Linked DNA regions of Mus musculus: region 1 is linked to region 2. The links are chromatin contacts, called in public HiChIP or PLAC-seq maps. All regions are on one chromosome and are shown on one strand. The core of a region is the stretch at or near the end of the contact, and the rest is flanking DNA. Distances in the headings are between cores, read along the strand shown. Region 1 overlaps Tceanc (transcription elongation factor A (SII) N-terminal and central domain containing). Region 2 holds the start of Trappc2 (trafficking protein particle complex 2).

Region 1 (7,116 bases), core at 1,571-4,070, 57 kb before region 2:
TCTCAGCATTTACTTACATACTAACTGAAGAGAAAATCACGTCTCCTAGTTCTTTGTAAACAGTGTTTACTGATTTGTATGCTTATTCACAAGCCTTTTTATGTGACCATGACTAATTTTTTTCCTTAAAAATAATAAAATGATTGTCTTTCTGGGTTTTGATTTTTTTTTACCATGTAAAACAATTTTATACATAATCAACACAAAACCTTGCATATATGTGCTCCTTTTACAGTTAATCAGGTGATTAGATATACATTTTCTCTTTTGTTGTTTGACAACAATATGTGAAGAGTTTCTATTTTTATAAGACTAGCTTCACTCTGTTGCCTAAGCTGGGTTCAAACTCACACTGGCTGGCCTTAACCTCCAGAGTGCTATGATTGGCAGTGTAAGCCACCATTCATTGATTTTATCATATTAAAGAGTTTTTATCTTAGTTCCATATGAACTCATATTTTAACTAGTTATTATCCCCTAACTCCCCAGTATTCCTTCATTGGGATCTGTAGGCTTTTCTTTATATTTTTACCTCCGTATGACAGTTCCCCAATAGTTGCATAAAACTAGCAAACATTTCTGTTTTAGGTTTTTTGAAGAAATCAACTTGAAGCTGTCAAGTCTGAGTTATATTTTGTTATATTTTCTCCATATGGCATTCCAGGGTGGTTCACCATGGTGCAATGTGTTAGTCCTTTACAGAGTGACTTACAGAGTCATCAACAACTCAAAGCTTTCCCAAAATGTGGTTTCATGTGACTTGGAATGATCTTAAAACCTAGACAGTGGTTGTGCAAGAGCAGCACACACAGCCTATAAAAACCTTGTTTCATTTGTCTAAATCAGTTTGATGTTTGGATTTTCTATGTAACTATGTATTGTTTTTTATATTGCGATTTTGTAAGCTACATTTACCAAAAATAAAAGTATTTGAAATGTAAAAATCTCTTATTCTCCAATATTTTTTTAATTGTATGAGATCTTCCTTATTTCCCATAAGCTCTGTCAGTTAGTTTTGCAACAAGAGATAGGGAAATGGTGATGTAGGTTTCATTCTTTTGGTCAGTGAGACAGTTACATTTTCTAAATATAGACAATGATTTTACACTGTGTCTTATCCCCTAAAAAGAGAAAGAAGTTTCCCCCTCACTCTTTTATTCCCTAAAAGAGAGAAAATAGTTTCTCTTTTCTTCTCCTCTACTCTCCCTCTCCTCTCCCTCTCCTCTCCCTCTTTCTCTCCCTCTCCTCTCCCCCTCTCTCCCCCTCCCTCTCCTCTCCCTCTCTCCCTCTCTCTCCCCCTCTCTCTCCCTCTCTCTCTCCCTCTCCTCTCCCTCTCCTTCTCTCTCTCCCTCTCCTCTCCCTCTCTCTCTCCCCCCTCTCTCCCTCTTTCTCTCCCTCTCCTCTCCCTCCCTCTCTCCCTCTTTCTCTCCCTCTCTCTCTCCCTCTCCTCTCCCTCTCCTCTCCTTCTCTCTCTCCCTTTCCTCTCCCTCTCTCTCTCTCTCCCTCTTCCTCTCCCTCTCTCTCTCCCTCTCCTCTCCTCCTCCCTCTCTCCCCCTCCCTCTCCCTCCCTCTCTCCCTCTCTCCCCCTCTCTCCCTCTCCCTCTCTCTCTCCCCCTTTCTCTCCCACTCCCCCTCTCTCCCCCCTCCCTCTCCCCCCTCCCCCTTCCCCTCCCCCTCTCCTCTTCTTCTTTTTGTTGTTGTTGCAGGGTTTCTCTATATAGTCCTGGTTTCCTGGAACTCACTCTGTAAATGAAGCAGGCTAGCCTCAATCTCAGAGATCTCTCTGGCTCTGCCTCCCAAGTGCTAGGATTAAAGCTGTATGCCATCATTGCCCAGCCAAAGGAGTTTTGTTTTGTTTTGTTTTTTGTTTTTTTTTGTTTTTGTTTTTGTTTTTTACAATTGCTGATGGGGCAGATTCTAATTTAAAATGGCCCTTATAGGAGCAAAGAGCAATTCTGAGGACTCCAAGATTCCGGGAAGGTGCCTGCTAATAAGGAACAGCTGATGTGAATGAGACATGATGTAAAGGACTCCACAGAGTTCCTGAGGTCCATTGTAAGTCATGATAACAATAAGGACTTGGAGGCTTTGGGGGTCTAGGGTGGTTTGTGTTTAAAAAAAATTATTGAACTTAGGTGATTTGTAGTCATGGGATTTGAGTGCCTTTTAGGAAGACCATTGTAGCTGCTTTGTTGAGTGATGAGAGAAACAAGGATGGATGCAGGAACACCAAATAAGTGACCATTAACAATGGTCAAATTAAAGTATAGAAAAAAATAAGCCAGGCGGTGGTGGTGCATGCCTTTAATCCCAGCACTCAGGAGGCAGAGGCAGGCGGATTTCTGAGTTCGAGGCCAGCCTGGTCTACAGAATGAGTTCCAGGACAGCCAGGGCTACACAGAGAAATCCTGTCTCGAGAGAGAGAGAGAGAGAGAGAGAGAGAGAGAGAAATAAAAAAAGGAAAAATATACTTTGGCTGCATCCTGATGGTTAATGGACCCCTTTGCAGTTTTGCAAATGTCTGTTTCATAGAATATGCCCAATCCAAAATTTCCTCCCTGTGGCCAATCATCAGATAAATAACAGTGCAGAATGTGAGCACTAAATACATATAGCCTGTACCCCAGTCTCCATGGTAACGGCATAGGGTGGGAAATCCATTTTAATAGCTGAATGTGGGAAGGTTTCCTCCTTTGTTCGTACAACTTTTTAAAGTGAAGGCTTGAGTACAATCGTGGCTCTGTCTCTTCCCCGGTTAGGTTAGTTCCTGTGATGAGAGGCTTCTTTCATTCCCTGATAGCAATTCTAAGTGCCAGGCAGGAAGCCTGTGGCTGGCAGTACTACATTGCCTTGGCTGGGCTGGGCCTTCCTCTTTTAGGCCAGATTGCTTTGTTGTTGTTGTTGTTGTTAGGTTTTTTTGTAGCACCCAATAAATGCAAACTATTTTGCCAAAATAATTTTCTCTCTTTCAGAGGTAGTTATTGTAAGCACCTAGATTGTAAAAAGTAACTTCTTAGTTTCAGAAGATTGCCACAATCAGATGTGTGAACCAAGGACATATTTTAAGTTGGGTTGTCAAATTATTACATGCTGTCACAAATTTTCTGTTGGAAGGATTGCACATTTTGCTTTGCCAGGTGCCAACTTCTGATACACAGGATCCTTCTTGAGTCCTTTTTGTGACATCATGTGGTCATCTGATATTTAGAAATATATTTTAAAATAAAAGGACTTAAAAATTAAGATGTAAACATATGCACACAAGGTAGCTGAGGCTGGCCTCGGAGTTCTGATATGATTTTTTTTTTGTGGATGTATGTTCTTGCTTTCTTTAAAATTCAAAATGAGCTGAGCTAGGCAATGGTGGCATATGCCTTTAATCCCAGCATTTGGAACAGAGGCAAGCGGATCTCTTGAGGTGGAGGCCAACTTTGTCTACAGAGCAAGTTCTAGGACAGCCAGGGCTACACAGAGAAACCCTATCTTGGGAAAAAATGAAAATGAAACATGAATATAAAAATCAGTTCCAGGTAGTTACCAGTTTTTCAGATAGCATTTCATGTAAATCAGGCTCGGTTTGAACCCACCACTTACTATGAAGCCATAACCCAAGATGACCTTGAACTCATAATCCTCCTGTTTCTACTTTCCTTAGTGCTAGGATTATAGGCATGTACCATTGTGCTTGATTTTATTGGGCACTGGAGATTGAACCAGGGTTTTGTGCATTCTGGGCAAATGCTCTACTGACTCAACCACATCCCTAGCCCTACTCATGACACATCTCTAAAAATCTAAAATAGGCATAGAAACGTTACAGAAAAAGAAGCCAATTAAAATACTATCCATTGAGGCTAGAGAAATGACTCAACGGTTAAGAGCACTGACTGCTCTTCCAAAAATCCTAAGTTCAAATCCCAGCAACCACATGGTGGCTCACAACCATCCGTAATGAGATATGATGCCCTCTTCTGGTGTGTCTGAAGACAGCTACAGTGTAGTTACATGTAACAATAAATAAAATCTTAAAAAAATAATATCCATTTAGAAACCAGTTTTTCAGAATATGATCACTTCTGAAATGATGTAAACTCAGTTGCAGCTGCTTATAAAAGATGCCAAATAGCATCATAATTCACCAAATTTACCCTTGGAGATTGAAAAAAATTGAAGAAGTTTCCAGGAGTACCTATGAGGCCCTGAGTCATCTCCACCTACTGTGCCTCTCCTTAAACCAGTGGTTTTCAAGCTTCCCAATGCTGTGACCCTTTAATACAGTTCCTCATTTTCTGGTGACCCCCAACCATAAAATTATTTTCATTGCTACTTCATAACTGTTAATGAATCATAACCGTGCTTTCTGATGGTCTTAGGCCACCCCTGTGAAAGGGTCGTTTGATCCATAATGGGTTTACTGGTTGAAATCCACTCCCTTACATCCTAGAAGACCCAAAGCTACAAAGAGTTTCAATTTTCCTTCCTTGGCCACAATATGAGCGCAACATGGCACTTAACCAAACTGCATTGCACATAACTTATCTGACAGCTCAACTCATGCATAGCTCAGTGGAAGAAGCTGGAGTGTCTATCACCCATGTCTAACAGCAAAGGGCCCCACGATTTAAGTGGACTCTGTCTTGGTATTTATGAGGCCAGTGGGCTATTGTTTTTTCTTAGCTTTAGTGTTTTGTCAGGCAGGAGGTTTCTTTTTCTACAGTTTTGTTTCCATTCAGTTGATGGACTTTTTGCTCACACCGTTGTGAAATCTCACAAACGGTTGAGCAGAACGTTCCTATTTAACTTTACTGAGCATGTTTTTAAATGAGTAGTTAAAGGACACAGGACTTTTCAGAAGTAATAAAACTGCTGTAGCCTGGTGTCCACACGCCTTTAATCCCAGCACTGAGGAGGCAAAGGCAGTTGAATGTCTGTGCAGTCCAGGCCAGCCTGGTCTATATAGTGAGTTGCAGGATAGCCAGGGTTGTTATACAGAGAAACCCTTTCTTGAAGAAAAAAAGAAAGAAAGAAAGGAAACCAAAGTCACGAGGAGGCTGGGGGTGTAGTTCTGTTGGTAGTATGCTTCTTAGCCTACAGGAGGCTGTGCGTTCAGTCCTCAGCATCACCTCAACCTGGCATGGTGCCACCCACCTGTAATGCCACCATTTAGAAGGTGGAAGGAAAAGGATCTGAAGTCCAAGGTCATCCTCAGGCTCATAGCAAATTCAAGCCACAAGTTCTTTTTCAAAAAACATAACAAAACAAAACGAAACTAAAACGAAAGCTAAAAAGGTATAGCTGAGGAGCAGTTATCATGTGTGACATCCTAGGTTCAATCCTCAATATGAGCAAAACAAAACAAAACAAAACAAAACAAAACACCCACTTCCAACAGCTATCAAGTTGGTGAGTTGGCAGTATGGTAAGTGCCAGTGAAATGGTTCATCGGGTAAAAGTGCTTGATAGCAAGTCCATTGCCATGGGTTTGATCCTGAAGCCTATAGAAAGAAAGAAGAAAGAACCAGGGCAGCCAAGATGGCTCAGGGGGTAAGAGCCCTGACTGTTCTTCCGAAGGTCCTGAGTTCAAATCCCAGCAACCACCTGGTGGCTCACAACCACTGGTAATGAGATCTGAAGGCTCATAACCATCTGTACAGCTACAGTGTAGTGTACTCAAATACATAAGATAGATAAATAAATCTTTTTAAAAGAAAGAAAGAAAGAAAGAAAGAAAGAAAGAAAGAAAGAAAGAAAGAAAGAAAGAAAGAGAAAGAAAAAGAAAGAATGGATCCAGCAAGCTGTCCTCTGATGTCTCCACACTGCTGTGGAGCACATACATACACACAACAAATGCATTAATAAACTTTCAAAAACTTTCAGTTCCAAGACAGGATTTAGAATGCTTTTGCTTACAAAAAGTTACGTTTAAAAAAATCCATACTTTTAGGTTGAGTACATCATGTAATTACCTGTTTGGAAGCATTACGAGGTACACCATTAATTTATACAATTTTGTGTTTTTAGGTATTGTGATTTGCATGCTCATGATTCAATCCCTAGCACTAAAGATGAATATTTTTTGTTTTTTTTTCCTTAAAGATGAATAAATTTAATTAGCTCAAAAACTGGGCTGGAGAGATAGCTTAGTGGTTAAGAGCACTGACTGCTCTTCCAGAGGTCCTGAGTTCAATTCCCAGCAACCACATGGTGGCTCACAACCATCTGTAATGGGATCTGATGCCCTCTTCTGGTGTGTCTGAAGATAATTATGATGTCCTCATATAAATAATATAAATAAATCTTTTTTAAAAAATAGCTCAAAAACTGAAAAAAAAATAGATTGTGGTTATGGGCACACACTTGTATGAATAGGGTTAGTCACAATTCACTTGTCGACTTTAAACGAGTAAACTGTATTTCAGTAAAGCTGTTAACAACAACAACAACAAAAATCTCATTAACCGAGAGAGGGAACTGGAGGGAATTGGGAATTGGGTATCCCGTAGCCTTTAGTGCCTCAATTATTTATACATAGGGTAGAGAAATAATTTCAATCTTCCTCCAAGAAGGCTATGAGGGGCCACCAGAGCTAGACCCCTGCCTGGTAAATGGCGAGTTTCCTAGCACCTCTGAAGCTGCCAGATCAGTTCCCTGGAGCCTGGCATTGAGTTTCTGCACAGAAGACTTCCTTGCCTGCACAGAGTTTCACAGGCCTACCAGGGGATTCAATACCCACCCCCCCACCCCACTACCTCTTTCCAGACAGTGTGTCCCTAGTACAATAGCTCTGGCTCTCCTAGAACTCGCTATGTGGACCAGGCTGGCATTGAACTCACAGAGATCCGCTTGTCTCTACCCCCTCCCCAAATGCTGGGATTGAAGGCATGCACCACCATGACAGGCATCTTTCCTGCTTTTCAAGCTACAGGTTAAGCCCATCAGTAATAAACACCTGGAAAATCCTTAGAAACAACTCAATCCATTGGTATGCTATGTTTCTGGTTAGATCTATATTTTATGAAGAACCTTGACACCTAACACTGCAGATGTGCAGCCAGCCACAATGAGACCCTCAGACTGGGGTCCCTGGAGTCACCTGAAAAGTAGAGAGATCCAGGC
Region 2 (7,813 bases), core at 1,788-4,287:
AAAAAGTCTTCAGGTCCTGGCCAATTATATAGCTTGGATCAACAACTCTCCATCTACTGTTAAGTGACATTAAAGAAATCATAGGCACAGAAAGGTTCTATATGCTAAGAGACAGGTAATGCTATTCCAATTTTCAGAAACAGATAAAAGGATATCTTCTCATCTATGACGGGGTATATTCACGAGACTAAAACACCAACCTAAGTAGGTGTTACCTGGCCGATTTTGGTCAGATAGCATGTCAGGACCTTTTTTTGTTTTCTGTACAGTAGCTCATTCAGTATAAGTTAAGAAACCACGACTAACATCACATCCAGGTTATTATTCATTTAATTCTCTACTTATACTAAGAACAAACTACATCAAACTTCACTTTTCTGCTCTGAAAAGGAAATGTGGTAGGTGGACAGTAAATTTTCTGGGTATTTTGGTATCTATGTAGGAGCACACTAGAGACCTATAACCTGGGTGACAGAAAGAAGTCCCCAAAGATAATAGACACACTGTTCTGTTCTGTATAATATCCCCAGGGTTCTGACAGTGCCAGTGATCCAGCCAACACTCGTTATTTGCTGAATAAGGGGCAACCTAAAGCTGACTTAAAATTAATACCCAGAAACATCTGAGTGTTTTTTCTTTTCCTGGAGTGTATGTGCATGTGTGTGTATGTGTATATGTTTTGTTTTGAGACATGGTCTTGCTATGTTGCCCAGGCTGGCTTTGATCTCATGATCCTCTTGTTTTAGCCTCCTGAGTGCGTGGATTGTAGGTCTGTGCTATCATGGCTGGTACTAACTCAGTAACTTAAAGACAACTTATCACATTCAAATACAAGGTAACTATTAAGAGTTTCCTAGCAGACCAAAGTGAGGAATAAAAATCATCTCCAGGGCTAGGTCTGCTGCTATACATCTTTGATTCCAGCACTTGTGACGGGGAAGCAGATGGATCTTTGTGAGGTTCAGACAGCATGGCTTGCATATAAGACCAGGGACAGCCAAGACTATATAAAGGGAGACCCTGCCTCAAAATGGGGTAACAGGAAAGACACCATGGGACCTGTAAGTCTACCAGTGTTGCATAAAATTATTAAGATATAAGAGACTGAGATATATATAGTCTTGTACTTGAGTTTTAAAATCAGCAGAAGCCAGCTACAGTGGTTCACATCTTTAAACCCAGCACTAGGGAGGCTAAAACAAGAGAACAATTATGAGTTGGTCCAGCTAGGCCACAGTATGAGACTCTGCCTCAAAAAACTAAAACCAGTAACAACAAACCAACTGTACAACAAAAGGAGAGAACCCTAGAGAAAAAGAAATGAGAATCGAAAAGTTTGGATTTATTGCTCAGTGAGGCAGCAGCAGCCTGACATGTCAAGAAAGAAAAGCTAAAGAATTCTAGGCTGAATAAAGATTAAGACCGCTGGGGCAAAAAGATTGTGCAGCAGTTAAGAGAACATACTGCTCTTGCAGAGGACACAAGTTCAATCCCAGCTCCTACATCAGGCAGCTCACAATTGCTTGTAACTCCAGCTCTATGGGATCTAATGCCTTCTTCTGGACTCTGTGGGTACCTGTACTCATTACACACACACACACACACACACACACACACACCTCTAAAATAAATCTAAAAGTACAAAACAACCAAAAACTGAGTGAAGACAGTGCCCAAACAAGGTGTGGAAAGTGCTGCTGTCATCCTCATTACATCTCCTGTGAAAATACTTAGTTCTGGAAATCATAATTTCAAATGATGGATACCTTTAAACAATATGTTGGGAGCAGGGGGGTGGGTGGGGACTTAGACAATGAATGGTCTGAAAACAAAACAAAATAAGAGCAACTGAAGGAGCCAGTCGAGGGTGTTTTAAGCTAAGTGAGGATGAAGTGTTCTGTGGTGGGTGTTTAGTATATTCTTGAAATATAATGTCTAGTAGGAAAGGGATTTGACTAGGGATAGCTCGTGGTTCCTTATGAGCAAAATCTGCTTTGCTGGTATGGCTGCCAGGAGCTGGTGCTGAGAAACTGTGTGGTCAGCAGTGAAAGGCTGTGATCAATTAATTATTCATGTCTGGTATGGCTGTCAGGAGTTGGTGCTGAGAAACAGTGTGGTCGAATGGCTATGATCAATTATTCATGTCTGGTATGGGTTTGAGGGAGTGCAGTACATACACAAGATCAAGTATTTTTTTTTAACTCTAGACTTGACAGGCTTATTCTAAACTGCTGTAAAGGCCAAGCCCAGGGCTGACATCTGAAGTTACCAGGAAGCTAAAAATTCATATGGTGCAATGGTGGAAGACTACTAGTGCAAGAGCAGGATGAATTTAGAAATCCTTACAAGTTAAACATTTTAGTTAACAGGCAAACACAAGATAAAACGCATGCACCCCAGTTCAAAGCCGTCCATATTTATAGCAAATCTCTCTATGGAGGAACCTTTCAGAAACTTGCTCCTGACAGCTGTAAATTCAACTTGCCCCACAGATCAGCAAAACTAGTGGGGCTTTTCTATAAAATGAAGCTCCGTGCTTCTCAAGGAGATGCGCTTTTGCCCTCTTTGAGAGCATCTGTCAAAGTCTGGAGGGCGAGGTAGGGTACCACTGGCATTTAATGGAAACTGACCAAGGATGCGGTCAACCTACGATGCCCGAGACCGCTTTCTACAGTAAACCGGCTGCAAAGGGCAATGGCATTGCAATGAAGATGCACTGCGTTAGCGACCTGGAGAACGCCAAGCCTCCGTCCCAGTGCGCGGAGGTCCCCTCCAAGGGGACACGGAGGCTATACCAACTAGGAGAACGGGGATTACTCGGCGCCGGGGGGCTGGGCGTGCTGTCCCGAGTCAGGGCTGGGTAGAGGTAGAAGACCACTGTTCGCATCACGGGAGGCCTGGATGCCCCCGCGGACCCGGAACGCCCGCCGCCTGCTTCCCTCCAGAGCTCACCTGTAGGGAGGAGCCGAGATGAGAACCGGCCGCCTCTTTAATCTGCGCTCGGGAGCCTCAGCCTGGGAGTCCCAAAATCACTCTCGCGAGATCTGAGGCTATGCTCTCGCGAGACGTGGCCGGGACTGCTCGCCTAAGAGCGCGCAGGCGTCACGGAGGGCCAAAGCCTGGGCGGTTAGGCTGAGCCGGCCGAGCGGGCCGAGCGGCCGGAGCGGGCGGAGCAGGCGGCGGGCGGCGGGCAGTGTAGGGATGAGCTACGGAGCAGGGAAAACTGCCGACTGAGCGGCCGCTTCGGGGCCCTCGCTTGTCGTTTCCGTCTTTATTCCGTCCAGAGTCCCTCCTGGCTCGCGGACCCGCCCACCCTTCCCATACCGTGGGAGGAAGCGCGGCTGCTTGACGAGTTAGGGGCTGAATGTTTAGCTCTCTTGCTCCCCTAGGTCCCCAGAGACAAGCTGGATTCCGAGGTCAAGGGCTCCCTCTCCTCCTGCGCCCCGGCCCGGGCCGAGGAGTCCGACCGTGGAGGGGCGAGCTCGGGAGGAAAGCAGATGAGGATGGCTCAGGTAGTTCCACCTGCCACTTTCCAGGGTTTTTCCGATTGGACATCTCTTTGTTTTGATGTCCGTTAAGCATCTTAGGGCTTCCGGTGAGGTCACTGATTTCTGAAATTCAGGTCCACGTTGACACTAGGTAACCCATCATTTTCTCTTTTCAGTCCAACATGCCCCACAAGTCTGATGTGTTGAGTCAAGATGAACTGCGCAAAAAGCTATACCAGACGTTTAAGGATCGGGGTGTACTGGACACACTTCAGGTATCAGATTTAGGCACAATCGTGTCGTTATACTTCCACAAGTGTAACCTTTAACCGCAGGTGGCTCCACATTTAAATTCATTCATTAAGGTAGCACATAACCTGTATAATGAACACATTGCCATAAAACTAAGCTGCTGTTACAAATCTTGTTCCCAGTCTCGCTTTGATCATGCTACGTCTATGTAGTGAGCAGGAGGGGGACTTGCGAGGAACGGACTGCAGAGGGTAATGTGAGCAGAGTACTGTGGTCTACATGTCTGAGAACAACAAAATGAAGCCCAGTCTGTTTCATGATACTCCCTAGAAAAAAATCTATAGTGGAATGGTACCAGGTGTCTTGTCACACGCCTTTATCCCAGTTCTTCGGAAGCAGAGGAAGGCACATCTCTTGTGAGGGTAGCTGGGCCAAATAGCCAGTTCCAGGTCAGCCAAGACTTCATAGTGATACCCTGTGTCAGTAATAGTAAGTACACATAAGATATTTTAGAGTGTGGATATTTTAAATGAATAGCAACTGTTTATTAGAACATCTTAAGTTTGGGTAGCAGCAAGGGATGGAGTTAGTTCAATGTGTTTCCTTACAATATACCTTTTAGACTATATTTTACATATAGAATTGGAAATTAAGGAAAGGTGAGCCCAATTTTTCCCACTCTTGTTTTACTACATACAAATATTTAAGACTTGTCCGGAAAATACAGAAAGGCAGAAGAGAGAAAAATCATATATTATAACTACAAACTGCTGTTAGGCGTGTATATCATTTTAAAATTTAGATTATATGAGGATCCTTTTCCTGTTTCCTCAGGTTGCCTGAAATCCTTATTTTCAGTGGCAGCAGATTCCTCCTGGTCAGTCAGAGGTCATGGAGGTCGCTGCCTCCTATTGACTGAGGCTTCTACCTAGGTCTCCACCTCATCTATTTGTTGTACCTGTCATTTTCTGCCTAGTATAGAGAACTCCCCTGTCTGAGGAAAAAGGCCTGAGCATGCTTGGGCCAGTTTGCAGGGTTCTGCTTCCTTCCTGAGTACTGGGGTGTTAGGCCAGGGCCATTATGTCTTGGGGTAAGAGCGTTTCTAGCAATGTGTCCATATGGCTAGGGAAGGATTGTTGGTGTGTATTTCACAGGCAGTTTGGGAATATTTGTTTCATCCTTCACGTCTCAGTTTGATTTGGTCTTAAGCAATGGATATCATTATCTGTAAGCCCTTTGTGCAAGTCTTGTTCCCAGTTTCAGCATGACTGCTTATTCAGTCCATTAGCCCAATTGGAGGAAAAGCAGGGCATGTTTTCATTTTCTCAAATTTAGATAATTTTTACTTTCTTAGTTCAATGACTGATAGAGGTGAGTTAATAATGTAAATTTTATGGAATTTAGTGCTTAATTTATACTCTCCTTTTATTTGAAATGAATTTGTACTTATAGTCAATTACAAAGTCATTTATGTCTAGGTACTTTTGTTCCCTTTGTGGGTCTTGTCATAACTTTTGTGGTTTTGAAACAGTGTCTCACTCTACTGCCTCAAGCTTAGGTGATGTCCTGACTCTACCTTCCTAGGATTAGCATTACAGGCATCTTCTACATCCAACTCAGTGATAAAATGAAACTTGTCAAATCATCTGTTTCTTTCTTTTTGCTCTAGTTAAGACCATTTCTGAGATGTGTGTTAAGATTGGCAAATTTTTGTCTCATGCTTTGAGTTTCACCAACTTTGTGAAAACTGTCCTTCCGTGCTATATATTTTTAAAAGATTTTATTTATGTCTGCCTGAGTGTGTGCACCTGTGTAGTTTGTGTGCCTGTACTTGCATGGAGGCCTGAACAGGCTGTCTGATTCCTCGTGTTAGCAGGACACCCAGCTGGCTTATTGCACAGCTCCTAGGATTTAAACTCTAATCCTCATGATTACGCAACAGATACTCTTAACCACTTTTTTTTTTTTTTTTGAGACAGGGTTTTTGTAGCCCAGACTGGCCTTGAACTATGTATAGAGCCAAGGGCTACCTTAAACTCCCCATTTTATTTGAATCACCTGTTTATTTGGTGCTGGAGATCAAACCTGAGGTCTTATGCATGAAAGGAAAACTACTCTACCAACTGAGATACATCACTAGCCCCCAAACTGTTTAGGAGCGTCATGTATATGGAGGGGGAGTGCGCTCTCTAATATATGGTGTGGAGGCCAGATGTTGATGTCAGGTGCCTTCCTCAGTTGCATTTTCCCTCAGTGTTTTGAGACAGGTTCCGCATTGAACCTGGAGCTCTCTTCTAATTCAGGTAGACTAGCTGGACTGTGAGCCCCAGGGATCTTCCTGTCTTTACCTTCTCAGCTCTGGGATAACAATTGTTCACCATTGTGCCTGGCTTTATGTGGGTTCTGGGGACCAAATTCAGGTCTTTTTGTTTGTAAGGCAAACTACTGACTGAGCTCTCTCTTCAGCCTGCAAAATTTAATTTTGAGTAGATTTCCCTAGTGTATTGGCTGTTGGGAAGCTCTAAGTCAATTTTGTGTCTCTACTAGTAAGTATTTTTTGTTTTTTGTGATTGTCAAGAGAGCAGTTCATTTATAATTGCCGTTTTAGTTTTTCTTGCTCTTATTTTCCTTTCAGCACACACCACCACTAATTTTTTCCTTTAGGCAAGTTATCGTAAATTCTTCTATTGGTTAAGCTAGGACTGAATAGACCATTTCCTCGGTGTATTACGCATTTAATTAAGCTACTTCTAAATTTGATTGGTGGAAGATGCTGCACTTTCCCTTTTTTTTCCTTCTTTCTTTTTTGCTTTACTATGTCAGGTTGTGAATGGTAGATAATGCCGAGTGTGTGTATTTTGTTCAGTGTAAATGTCTTTTTAAGTAGAGGGTTTTAGATATATGTTCTGTCATGGTGCTTATATATACCATGCCAAACTCCCACCATCTTTAGGAATTGAGCTGGATCTGCTTACAGAAGATCATCATAGCCACGCTTGTTGACTGTTGATATTCCTTCCTAACTGTTGGGTGGGTAGAATCATGGGACCTCCTCTGGAGTATCCAGTCACTCCTCCCTGATAGTTGTTTGCAGTTCTGCTCTGATTGTACATGGCCCCATTCTCAGGCAGGGGCTAGAGTATATAGATTGGGGAAGGAGTCGTCATAATGGGTGCGGAATTCATTTGTTGTGGCTGCTTGCTTTAAGGGCATCTACACTGATACACATAAAACCTCACTCATTTCTCTGTAAGCAAACCTAATAAGCTCAGTCGCTCCCAGAGTGAACTTCAATACGTCATATGTCCTTGGGACTGGAGCAGGAGGGTAGATGCTGTTTTTGTTTTCTAGGAAAGAGGTTTTAGCAGCATTCTCCCATACTCAAGGATAGCAGAAAGAGCTAAAGTAAAGACCCCTTTCGGTGCTTCCTTGTATTAAATAAGTTACTACATTTTGTTTCATCCAGAGCCTCAAGCAACTTGCTTCTAAGTTAAGCACAATTGTACATCTCCAAACTATATGTCAAAACTGTTTAAACGTTTAGTAGTCTCGTTAATTTAGGAGATTTTTTTCAAGTTCAAATGAATAGTGCCGGTGTTGTAATGTGAAGAAAATTATGTACTCTGACCCTTTATTTCATCATTTATCAATGGTGAAAAATCTATCTTCCAGTGACTTGACATATGAATGAATACCCTAAGTGATAGTGCATTGTTTTTTAAAGAATGCTTGGGTACACGAATGGCTGTGCACATTTCCATATGTGACCCTCAGAGACAACTTTTTGGGAGTGCATTCTCTCCCTCCATCTCTGATCCCAGGTGTCAGAAGACCCAGGTTATCTGGCCTACCTGGCAAGTGCCTTTTTTCTTTGAGCCATCTTGCCAACCCGAAAGTATATTTTTGATCATCTTCTTGGGATATACTAGTTTCCCTCCTGTATGTTATTTCTTTATTAAGAACTAAATTTTAAACTGAGTGTGGTGGCTCACACCTTTATTCCCAGCACTTGGGTGGTAGAGGCAGGTAGATCTCTGAGTTGGAGGCCAGCCTGATCCATCTATAGAGTGAGT

What was found. HiChIP or PLAC-seq counts read pairs in DNA pulled down with a chosen protein or histone mark.
Region 1: an H3K27ac HiChIP or PLAC-seq map of stem cell-derived neural progenitor cells shows a contact between it and region 2. The contact joins the enhancer-like site here to the promoter of Trappc2 in region 2. A contact is called at or near these places in 7 of 39 promoter capture datasets (the 3T3-L1 cell line, the C10 cell line, erythroid cells and 3 more), 20 of 484 Hi-C or Micro-C datasets (CD4 T cells, DN3 thymocytes, the N1E-115 cell line and 13 more), 8 of 115 datasets of contacts at active chromatin or transcription factors (the HPC-7 cell line, the SCID.adh cell line, embryonic stem cells and 3 more) and 3 of 9 other capture datasets (adipose tissue, liver and pancreatic islet).

What each region holds. Positions count from the first base shown.
Region 1 is chrX:166,493,640-166,500,755 of GRCm38.p6, reverse strand. Tceanc (transcription elongation factor A (SII) N-terminal and central domain containing) reads left to right here. Exons shown (of 5, transcript NM_001007577.2): 5 at 1-944. Among named protein-coding and RNA genes, the nearest start is that of Tceanc, 13 kb to the left of the region's middle. Within about 2 kb of position 2,820, at least 16 of the 459 cell types and tissues checked have an H3K27ac peak or open chromatin away from gene starts, as enhancers often do. A contact at or near this core is called in the HPC-7 cell line, cortical glia and stem cell-derived neural progenitor cells, where this site is marked.
Region 2 is chrX:166,435,979-166,443,791 of GRCm38.p6, reverse strand. It overlaps Trappc2 (trafficking protein particle complex 2), which reads right to left and starts at 3,037. Exons shown (of 5, transcript NM_025432.4): 1 at 2,953-3,037. Ofd1 (OFD1, centriole and centriolar satellite protein) reads left to right here and starts at 3,088. Exons shown (of 23, transcript NM_177429.3): 1 at 3,088-3,512; 2 at 3,665-3,763. The coding sequence starts at 3,498.